Regions from separate parts of the Dromaius novaehollandiae genome. Here region 1 is linked to region 2. Evidence: chromatin contacts called from public Hi-C data. All regions are on one chromosome and are shown on one strand. Each heading gives the region's core, a stretch centred on a gene start, on an enhancer-like site or on the middle of the called end of the contact. The rest is flanking DNA. Distances are from core to core; before and after follow the strand shown. Region 1 has its middle 8.3 kb from the start of CNTNAP2. Region 2 overlaps TPK1 (thiamin pyrophosphokinase 1).

Region 1 (5,576 bases), core at 177-2,676, 570 kb after region 2:
ATTTTTTTTGTTGTTGATTTATAGTACAGAATCACCTTCAAAAAGATATTTAGCCTCTTTAAGCTTTTCTTTTGCTTTCGTTCATTAATTTCATGTAGATGATTTGTAAGTTGCTAGTCCAATGAAAAATCTGATAGCGTGGATGAGACCTAGCCATATCATCATGACTGTATGAATGCTTCTGTCTGTCCAGCATTTGTATTAATTTAAAGGGAAGCACTGTACTTCAGTGGCTGCTAAATTATTATAATTGTGAGCTGATATGGAATATCAGATTTAGAATCCCCCCCCCCCCCAAAATCCACACCCTCTATGCTGAAAAGAGAGAAATAGAAAAAAAAAACCCAAAACCTGAAACACAACTGCCCCTTTCCCTGTTTCTTGTAGGAGTTGCAAAACTGCAGATTGCCTATTATTTTTGCTGCTAAATGCCGTCTTTTCTCTGATTTGTCCAAAGTCTTAAAATGGTCATATTCTCTCTTGCTATCTGTTACTACTTTGTGAAAGGTTTTCTTATTATTGTCATTTCTGGTTATCTACAAAAGTTTAGGTTTGCTGTTAACTGGCAAATTTCAAATTCAGACCATGCTAGGTAGGAAAAGACACTCGAAGCCTCTTGTATAGCAATTCTATAATTACAAATGTGGTTATTCTTATGTCTTCAATGTGAGTGAGCCAGCACAGTCTATGCGAATAGACACCAGGGGTGAAGCAGGATCTGTGGAGGGACTGCAGAATCTCTGTTTGAAGGTGGGATTCATCTTGCCCATGCTTAACTTTCTACATTTGTACAAGGTGCTGGAGGCTCTCCTTGCCCCGGAGAATGGAAGGAAGCACTTTTGCAGTGCTTGACTCATCTGGTCATGCACAAACTTTTAGTTTAAGATAACATGAATTTTATCCCTGATGACACCGACAGCACTGACTAGCTCTCTACCATCTTTAAAGGGAGGCTACAATGACAAGATCAAAGTTAGATGTCTATATTCAGTTGAATCCTCCCTTGATTTGTGTAGGAGAAAGACTATTCTTCTATTTTCCCAGCCATCTACATGTTGTAAACCCATAGACTGCTGAGCAGCAGAACTGATGTTACAGTAATCAGGGTTTGAAATAAAACGAAGGTCAACTGGTCGTAAGACTAATGAACAAAAGTTCAGATTTTCTAGGAAGAAGAGATTTTTCAGTCTGAGTTGTCAAAATATCACTGTGAGTATGTCTGTCTAAGCTGTGGGTGCTCCTGAAGTCACCTGCAACATCAGGCCTGCCTGCTTTGCAGGGTGTTAATTTGCAAGGTTTATAGGTGTGGCTGTGACATTCCCCGGAGCTGATGGTATCGTTTATGTCTGTACAGGCCTAGCAGGTTAATATTTTGTGAGGTAACCTCTCAGCAGGCGGTGCACAGGCTGAAGGAGAAGCAGCCATGTGCACCTGGAAAACAGATCATGCTGTATTTACAGCCTCTCCAGAGGCTGCTTTTCAGAACAGTATTGACATAGCCTACAACTCTTACATAGAGTGGTCTTCACTAGAGGTAGAAGTGGCAAACAACTAAATCACTAGCTGCTGTAAGATGAGTGAACAGAGAATAGTTAACACCCTTCGGTCTTTTATTTGCATCTAAAATTCTCCCACGTTTGCAGGCATCTCTGTGGGTAGAACAATGAAGCCTTATTTCCTCATGAAGTTGAAAACACAGTAGGACTCTGCTTTTATCACGGTGGCGCTTATAATTAAATTGCGTTCTTTTTGGTTCTCAAAGTTTACCAGAGAGTGTCAAGGTCTTTTTAAAGAGGAAACAAAATAGCCTGTTCTTCTGTCTTTTGCATAGATACAAATGAGTACAGCCCTATAGATTTCAACACATTTCAAGGTTTTTGACTGGGATACTTAAGATCTTTCACTGTTCAAAAGTGATAAGTGGTGCTATTAAATACCTTTCTGCACTCAAATCCTTTGTAAGAAATTCAGAAAGTTCTAAAAGATAGCACTGTATCACTTTTGAACAATGCATGACAAGGATGTGGGTGCTGTGTAAATTATGAACTTTTCTAATACTAGTTTCGTCTAGTTCATCTATAGCTCTATCATATTTTCTGTATGGATAATAAAAGGCATTAGCTTGTTAGCTACAGTTATCATGTTCCTTTGATTCCTTTTAAAGTATTTTTCACTTAGCTTCTCCTGCCTTTTCCTTTTAGACTACTTTTCCAACAAGTAAATCGTTCATACTCCCTCATACCTTCTGCCATCTCCATCAAAATACTAATGTAATACTTCCAGTTCACTCACCCCTGATAGGGCAAGAGCCCCATCTTTCACTAATTTGTCCAGCTGGCTTTAAAAACTCAGTTTTGGTCTCAGAGTCACTGGTTATGTTTACAGCAGTTGGAATATTGGTGACCTTGAGCGCTGTGCATAGATTTCTTTGCTTGTTCACTACATGGATATAATATTTACCAGCTTCTTTGGGAAGGTTAATTAAATATTTGTATGATGCTTTGGAATCCTTGGATGCTGTGGAGATTAAATCTTTGTTCATTCATTACATGCCACATTGTAGTAACATACAGTAGTCTGAACACCTTTTATTGCAAGTGCATTTATAGTAAAAAACTCATGTACTATTGCAGTAGTAGGACTGTTATCAAAATACATGTCAGTTATCAAATACATGTATTTTATATCTGATATTTTCCAAAAAGCTTAAAAGGATCTGAAAGCTAAGTGGTTTTTATGTGGCCATACCTTTCAGAAAGTGGCTTCAATTTGCTTTCTCTATGTTTCATAAATACTATGAAAAGAAATAGTGCTTGAGAGGAAAAGGAACTTTTTCTCAAAAGATAAATCCAGGTGACTGGTCTGACTTGGGTGGACTCCTCCAATCTTGTTTTCTAATGGGTGGAGATTACACAATATACTCAAATAATAAGTAAGCTTGCCATTCTATAATACAGATATTTGTATTTTAATGTATATGCACATAGTTTATTAAATCTGCACGTAACATTATATATTTGTCTATGTGATACATACGCATATACATTCTGCTCTCCGAGGGATTGTCATGTTGTATGGTAAGAGGCGTGAGCCAGTACTGAAGTCCCTGACATGGAAATGAGGTGGCCTACCCACAGACCCTCATTCACAGTTCTGTCTTCTCTCCTTTCAGATGCTTTGTGGGTTTTATTAGAATCATACATTGCCATTTAGGGAGCTTCCTGTTTTCCAAACTTTAGGAAAAGTGTGCAAAGGTTTTTAATGTGAAAACAGGCTGGAAGGCAAGCTCAGAATACCTTGTGGCAGTTGTTGCAAAAGTTTTTGCATTGAGAATTTTTAACATCTCTCTCAGTTTCACCTGTATACCAACAGTCTGGCTGCTGCACCTTTCCTACAGCTCTGTAGTTCATTACATCCAGATTGCAGAAAAGAGTTAAAAATCATATATTTGATTAGATGTTTCCTAACCCTGACTGTTTTGCAAAGTACAAATTAAAGTCTAGAGTGGCTAAAAACAGAATAGGGCTCCTTATGAATTAAGCTGAAATGGTCTTTATGAAAGGCCCGCACTGTCAAACCTGATGAGCAGTTGCATATCTTTCAAGATGGCAACACCACGAGTGCAACACTCGTTTATATATCAGAGAGCTCTTTGCACTGTGTGTTTCCTAGCAAGGCTTCCCATTTGCTTTTGGCACAGAAGCAAGAACAGCAAAAAAGATGCAGCCCTCCAATTTGGAGTTTGATTTCATTCTCTTGTTACTACTATTCAACTTTTTCCTAATTCTGTGAAGAGAAGGAATTTAATTCTCAGTTTCATCTTTGCTTTTGAAATGTCTACCTAGATGTCAAGAGCAATCTTTTGTGCTTGAACACTATATGTATGTGCATGTATGATGTAGGTACATGTATGATTTTACTATACGCTACTACAGTCTGCTCAGGTGTTTCCCTTGAGAGCTCATCAGACTGACTTTAGTGGGGCTTATACTATGAACAAGGAATGAATAATTCACCTCTTTTGCAGGATATAACTATTGCAGCATAGAATTTATGTCAATATGACAGTAAAATAAGTTGTGGGTATTCAGACCACCATACCATAAAACACCCAATCTCGTCAGTTCACAAAACCTGATACTGTCAATTTTTCAATTTAAAGTTTTAGGAGGGCGGTGGCTCTAATGAAAGCCTCCAGCTGGTAAATGGGGACATTCTTGAAGTCCTGTGATACAGTAGCTTCACTGTGAGCCTCAGGCTGGCCTGATCATTCAGATCAAGAGGCTCGACTGGAGCTCGTGCACAGCTCAGAAACCCCCCTGAAGCCCAGGCAGTTGTTATGCCTTCGTGGCTGTGGCAAGTGACTTCCTAAAATTAGCATAAAGCTCATCTAACCTTTCAGTTATTAAAAATCTGCCAGTCTTTGCATAGTTGGTGTTCTTACTGCCAGTTTGTATTTGTTAGAAATCAGAAGCCTAGTGGGAGGAATAGACCCTCTGAAATACAGGAGATGCATATGGAATTATCCTACTGGCAGGTGTGCAGACAGGCAAAACAGTGTTTATTTAGGTGAAATCACGGCCAAGTAACATGCAGAAGCTCCAGTCAAGAATGACACCCTGCTCTGTACTAGGTGCACTGTAGACACTTAATAAAAGGCAATGCTGGAGTTATAATGGAGAATTACTAGAGCTTCAGATTTAGCTGTAACACAAAGTGCCTTACCTCAATCAATTGTATGAAAGAAATTAGAACACGGTTCAAAAGGACTCTGGATACTCCTAGTAGTATAATATAAAGTAAATGATATTATTTTAAAGTACTTTTATTGTCAGATATCCATATGCTATCTGTAATAGGAGATGAAGATAACTATAGTTTATTAGTGGGGTAATTGAGATGAAATGATGTGGGCAATATAACAGGGAAGCAAATACATATTTACTCAGATGCTTCACTAACTCTAGTGCATTACTCTGCTATACTCTTCCAATCTGTTAAATATGTATTGAGTGGATAATGAGGCTATATACTTGGTACCACAAATTATTTAAAGGAAAACAATGGTTTAAAGCTATAAGTTGTGAATTATTCCTAAAACCCTTAGCAAAGAACTTCCCAAGATGTAAACTGTAGATCACTGTCAGTTTACAGAAAGCAAGCTGGTCAAATTATGCTGGCTCTTTTCCTGGTTTCCAGCCACTAATTTGCATTAAAATGCAGCTAAAAATACCTCAATACTTTCCTAACATTACTTTGCTGTGGAAGCATTCACTGTATTCACCAAAGGGTTACTATGTGCTGGTCTTGAAAGAGCCTTCAAGTCACATGGAATCTCCTTATCAAGACATAAATGATGGTACAAAAAGAGTGGATAGTGTCTTCTCTAGCACTTACCTTGAAGGTTATACATTAGAACAAGGATGCTTTTTTTTCCCACATGGATCCAGATTAATTTCCATTTCTCCTTTAAAGTTGGTTCGAAATATTTCCCACATAATTGCAATGGTTTCTGATAAAATTACTATAATTGAGTTTGCGTGCAATTTTTTCAGTGTAGGTCTTTTCCCATGCAT
Region 2 (6,163 bases), core at 1,631-4,130:
AAACTGCCAGAGCAATTAAGAACTAGTCTTCTACTGCAAAGGCTGAAAAGGTAAGGCAGGTAGTTTAGATAATTACAAGGCTAGAAAAATGCTAACTCTCAGTCTGGAGACTGCTAGAAAACTGCTGCCATGATTTACTTACGCAGATGGAAAAGAGGGCTGCTCCTATTTAGTATGTTAGATCTGGAATTGACTTAACAGCTATGGGCCTGGGATAGAAAAGTCACTGCTCTTATTGCTACTGCCAAAAATTGTTACAAGACACGTTCATACAGCCAATGAAATAAAAAGAACAACTACAAAGCAGAGTTGTTTTAGAATAAGAAAAGATTGTGCAGACACTGGAAATGGACGCTGGGCTAAATGATGCACCAGCTGCTGCCGGAAGATACAGATAATCAGAACCTCTGAGCAAAGTGGGTTTCTTCTGAATGGTATCCAATCATTTTCTGGAAGGAGCAAGGTGACACAGCTTATCATCTAGAATTCCTCTTAAAGATGCACATGGAACATACCTTTTTTTTTTCCTTCAATCCACAGAAACCATTTCAACAGTAAAGGTTTTATGCTGGCCTCTGTGAAGCACAATCACACCCTAAGTTTTCCTTTGGAGAGAAGTGTAAGAACACAGAACATTAACACCTGGAGGTCTATCTTCTGTGAGACAGAGATACTTCTTCACACACTTACTGCAGCAGAATTTGATGCCACCATGCCCCAAACTCAGCGTTTATGTTTTAATGAAACAGTAGTATCACACAGTGAGCAGAAGTCTGTTTTTTCCTACTTCTTTTCCTCTTTTCTAAAAAGCTAATTGAAGTAAACCCGCGTTCTTCTTTCAAACTCAGAACAAAAAGTCTCCTCCGATACACTTGTAACTTCCTCCGTTTACCCTTGCACAGAGACTTCCAGGGAGCCACAGTACATACTGCTTCCAAGCAAACAGGATTGCTTAGAGTCGCTGTGGGGCATCAGGACACTGGAGCTCTGCCCTGACTCGCTGTATGAATGTAAGCATGATATTTGTCCTCGTACATCTTCTCTGCATCTTGTCATTTGTCAAGCCCTTTTTTTTTTTTCATTTAATATGAACAGGACTAGGCCTAAGAGTTTTTGTGCTTACAGTGACTGGCACTACTGCAATAAAAACGAGACAGACAAAACACAGAAAATGGATAACATAATATCTGTGAAACACACAACACCCACTTGTAGATTGCTAATACAGGTCCCTAATGCAAGGACTCTCTCTTACTTATGTCTGTACAGTATCTAATAAAATAAAACCTCTGAGGAAGAACCTTATAATTTCCTTCAGTTCCTCTATGCCACGTGATAGATGTACAACATCTCATTTTGTTGACTAGCTGGGCAAAGATATCCAGCTGTGATTCGAAATTAACCAGTTCTCTGCGCAACTCTAGGCTAAAATCTTGGCTCTTTGCAGAAACAAGAGTGTATTGGGCATAAATGGCAAGATTTGGGTATCAGGGGGTGCCCTGTGTCCAAGGAGGCCATGAACTGCCCTGTGCCAGTTACAGACAGCTGTGAGACAGATGAAAACAAACCACCGGGCACCAACAGTCAGAGAAGCATATGGTGCCTCTTCTCAAACACATTTAAGAAAGGGTGGCAGCTGCAGGCAGCAGGAGGCACAGGAGGGCACATGTGAGGATGCATATGAGGAAACACGAAAGGAGACACAAAAGGAAAGACATGAGGAGACACGTGAGAGGAGATGTGTGAGTAGACACACAGGAGGACACACAAAAGGAGACACCTGCGGAGAAACATGTAGAGGAACATTTTTTGAGGAAGAGGAGGAGACATATGCAAAGGATGATTGTTGGGGACACAGCTGCAGATGTACGCTTGGAAGGAGGAGCTCCATGCCACAGAAGGTATGCTTCTGAGGGGACTGCAGCTGTAGATAAGCCATGTTGGAGCAGTGATACCTCCCAAGGGGACTGCAGCCTCTCTAGGACCTCGTCAGGGAGGGACACCCCAGAAGGGACTGCAGCCTGTGGATAAACCACATTGGAACAGGGACACCTCTGAAGGGATAGTGGCCCGTGGAGGGCCCATGCTGGAGCAGGACACCCCTGAAGGGACTGCAGCCCACGGAGGAACCCACACTGCAGCACAAATAAGAAGCAAGGAGCAGTGGAGGAAAAAAGTAAGAAGCAAGGAGGGGCAAAAAGAGACCACTAGGCCCCAACTCCAACCTCCTGTACCACCCGTCACCTTACCAAACTGATTGTGAGGGACTGAGCATAACACACGGCAGCAACGAGGGAAGTGGAGATTAGGGAGCAGGGAGGAAAGGTGCTGGACTGAAGCTGAGCCTGGGGAAGAGGGAGGAAAGGTATTTCCCTCAGTGTTGGTTTAATTGTCTGTGTCTTGTTTCTCAATACTTGAATCAGCAATTAAAAGTTTATGTTAGTTAGCAATAAATTAAATGAAGGGAAATTCTCCAAGTCCAGAGTGCTTTGCCTGCAACACAAGAGCCAGATCTTGAACTGGAGCCCCTGTAACTTCCAAGTCTTTTAAACAGATTACTACTTAAAAACATATAGAACACAGTGCAGCTAAAGTAGCTGTGATTTTATCTTTAATTATGGACTTGTCAGGAACTGCAGTGGGGAGAATGGGGAAGATTCCTCCTTAGAGAGCAACAGTCTAGTCATCTTGACAGGCAAGTGCTCAAAAGCCAGAGGAAAAATGCTAGGTTTTTTGTTTGCTTGTTTTTCATGTATGTTGCTGTAGACTGATGCCAGCCTCCTGTGACCCATTAACCACAGCGGAGGTGAGAGGCCCAGAGGCCTGTTTCCAGGTTTGCGATTCCCCGGGAGCTCTGGCTGGCCGAAAGGAGGGAGGCGCGCAGCCACACACGAGCGGGCTCCACGGGTAGAGGGCCGCAAGGCTCAGGCAAACCATGCACAGCTGCAACCCTGCAGGCAGCTTAGGCTTGGGGAAAGGGACAATTCCTTCCTATACTCATCTTCTGGGGAAGAAATAAAGCCGAAACTCAGTGAAGAGCGCCTGAGAACCAGGCTCTGGGGAGACATGACACCAGCTTATCTACCTGTATTGTGAAGCAGCTTTAGAAGAGGAAAGAAAATCTTGCAGCCCACATGCAAGCAAAAGGTTGCAAAAGGTTTCACCTCCCATAAAGCGTAACACTGGCTTACTGATTATATTCTAAACAGGCACAAATTTTTTTTAAAAATTGGATTTTGACTGTCTTCACATCTTTGAAAAAGATGACAGAATTGCATGGCCTGTTAAAATTTGATTTTCCTTAGAGTTAAACAGTGGGCTTCCGTATATATAAACAGGAGCATACTGCTTACAATATCCCTTTGATAGACAAATTTATTGGAAATTTGTTTTGCAAACAAATTTAGTAGTAAAATCAGAAACCATTTTCAAATTGAACATTTTTATTTTAAAAGGCATGATTTTTTAAAAAAATGTTGGCGTTAGTTGGGAAATGCAGAGAAATGCAATCGCAATGCAGAAAAAAAGACGACTATAAAGTGTGCAATGAAAAAGAAAGGACCACTGCTCAAAATACTCAACATATTCAGTACATTTGAAATACTTATACTACAAGTATTAAAGGATGTTAAAATTCCACCTTTTTAAAAAAAAAAAATTATTTACTGTGTGGCAACATTAAACCACTTTTTTAGCCAGTTTTGCAATTTTAAAACATTTTCATTCTTCCTTTTTGTCTAGTTGCAATGACTAAAAACAGTTTAAGTTTTAAGCTAACAAAGAGCAAAGCAGCCCTAAAGGCAAAGCTAAATTTTTCTAACAAAATTGCCAGAATAGCAAAAGTATGTCTTGCAAGCAGAAGACAGACACTTAAGTTCCTATAACATGACTCACAGCAGCTTGGCCCATGTCCCATCCTGATTGGAACTCCATAATAAAGTGAGCAGTGCTGTGTTAAATTTTGTTTTCAGGTGAATTAGTTGTGTCAAGTTTCCAAGGTGCCCTATTATTAGAACAGAAAATTTTCAGCTTCAGCTGATGTGAATCTACGTATGCTACTAAGCTATTTAAAATTCTACCATGGAGAGCCACATACGCACCATTTGTTCATAATGCATCCCTTTAGCCCTCAGTTTTGAGGAACCTGTTATCTCACTGAAATTCAAAGAAGTTTTATCAGAGGGGAAAGATTTAAACCAATAGCGAGAAGACAGCTGTAAAGTCCATTTTTCTGCAGCTCTGCAGGGAAAAATACTAAGCTGTGTTTCATTAGAATAAATGAGAAAAGAATTCAGCTGAAAGCATCTATCTGTATCCTACTTTACTCTTCACAATCATGAAGATGAGATTTCCCCGTAAGTAACAGATTTTGCAGATATGCACAAACATTGCGGGGGCACTGCTATCCTCAGAATCTGATACTCAAGACAAATTGTCCATACAGTATAAAAATGTCTCTCCAAGATACCTGCCAAGCCTGAAAACCACATTAATAAAATTCAGAAGGGCAAACAAGAGGCAAGAGGCTGCTGAACCAGAGCTTCTCTGATTTCACAGAATCATCTCGGAATATATATTAAAAAAAAAAAATTCATATCAACTGTATTTGTGAGAGCATATCATCTGTATCAAAAAGCCGCTATGTCCTTGACTATATCAAGATCAAAGTTTCTTCTTTGGTATCATCCATGGTATCTTTTTTTTAAATGAAGTTTTTACCTTATTTTTATTCAGAAGTTATCAGTTATTTCAACTGACCGTTCTGCACACATTCAGTGGTCTCCCCAGGAAGCATATACTCCTTTTGCCCAATAATAATGCAAAGCAAATGCTTCTCTTGCAGAACTGCTAAATTTGGTGTCATAACTAGACTTCATGAATAGCTTCTTGAGCCAGAAGTTGAAAAATGAGATAAATCAATGCTTTAGAGCAAGCATTTTTGAGGTATTACACATTGAGACAAACTTCTCTTTAGTCTTTAAACCATTTTCTAATGACACTATACCTCAGGTTCAGGAGATTTGGGTACGTAAATAAAATAATGTTAAAACAAGGTAAGTTAATATAACATTGAAAGTGATTAGAAAACAAACTACTCCAATTCTGTCTTTCCGACACTGTAAGCACCTGAGAACTTACCCTGGGGACACCTGGCAGGTAGCTAGAGCGGGTAGCAGACCGCTTTGCTTTGCTCTGTTGTGCTTGCTTACAGCTTGTGCCCTGTGCGGAGCACCTTAAGCTTTCAAACCAGGTAGCACAAATTAGAATCCAGGGCCCTATGGAAACTAAACACATGCTGAAGTGCTAATGAAATCTGACCCGGTGTAAACCTACATGTATGTAAGGTTTACTGAACAGGAGGGATTTGCACATATGCCTGAATTTAAGCATAAACTTCAGTGACCTGTGGACTTCTATGAGCATCTAGCAGCCTGGGAGACGAAAGCATGCAGTACCTTATGTCTAAGTAAAAATTCTTGAGGGTTTCAAAGCTTTGTACCATACATTTTTACACTAGTACAACCACATCTTTTAAATAAAACACTACTTGACAGGATCTCAGTTTCTTTAAATACAGAATGTTGGCCTGAGAGACTTCATGTCCTCCTACTATACATACACAGGGGTCAAATCAGTCTAAACCAGGCCCTTTTGACAAAGATTTGCATATGTCACACTATAGTCTCCTGTTTTCTTCAGAACAAATATGGGCTGAATTAGGATTACTTCAATACTTTTTCCTTTTATTCTGGTGTTAAGAAAAATCACATTCTAAAAGAGGAATGAGTTATCACATGGTAATACTTTGTGTATTTTCACTGCAAAGCTAACCAGAAATGTCTGGGAAATGCCACTAGAATCTAGCATTAAACAAAATTTGCAACTTCCTCTGATAAACTAAGCTATAAATGTTGTTATTTGGACAAACTCGCAGGACATGTGACTGGATAAACCAGGAGCTAAACTCATCAATTCCCATGCCCTCCTCACTCAAAGGCAAACGTGTTGAGAGCCTCAAAGTACTCAAGGGCAAACCCGATTGTACTTAGTTTTCATAGGGATGTCTCTATGTCTCCCTTCACACCCTCTAAAATATTCAGCTCACCTTGAATCTCTCTTGCCAAGCTACTCTCAGTGCAGAAGGAAAACACGTACTTAAAGC

The links. A called contact is a pair of places that touch in the nucleus more often than the background predicts.
Region 1: a Hi-C map of brain shows a contact between it and region 2, with 4 times the contacts expected there. The contact joins two enhancer-like sites. A contact is called at or near these places in 2 of 4 Hi-C or Micro-C datasets (brain and ovary).

Annotation. Positions count from the first base shown.
Region 1 is chr2:60,028,350-60,033,925 of bDroNov1.hap1, forward strand. No RefSeq gene overlaps it. Among named protein-coding and RNA genes, the nearest start is that of CNTNAP2, 8.3 kb to the right of the region's middle. Within about 2 kb of position 1,427, at least 1 of the 2 cell types and tissues checked has open chromatin away from gene starts, as enhancers often do.
Region 2 is chr2:59,457,386-59,463,548 of bDroNov1.hap1, forward strand. All of the region lies in intron 4 of TPK1 (thiamin pyrophosphokinase 1), which reads right to left. Among named protein-coding and RNA genes, the nearest start is that of TPK1, 97 kb to the right of the region's middle. Within about 2 kb of position 2,881, at least 1 of the 2 cell types and tissues checked has open chromatin away from gene starts, as enhancers often do.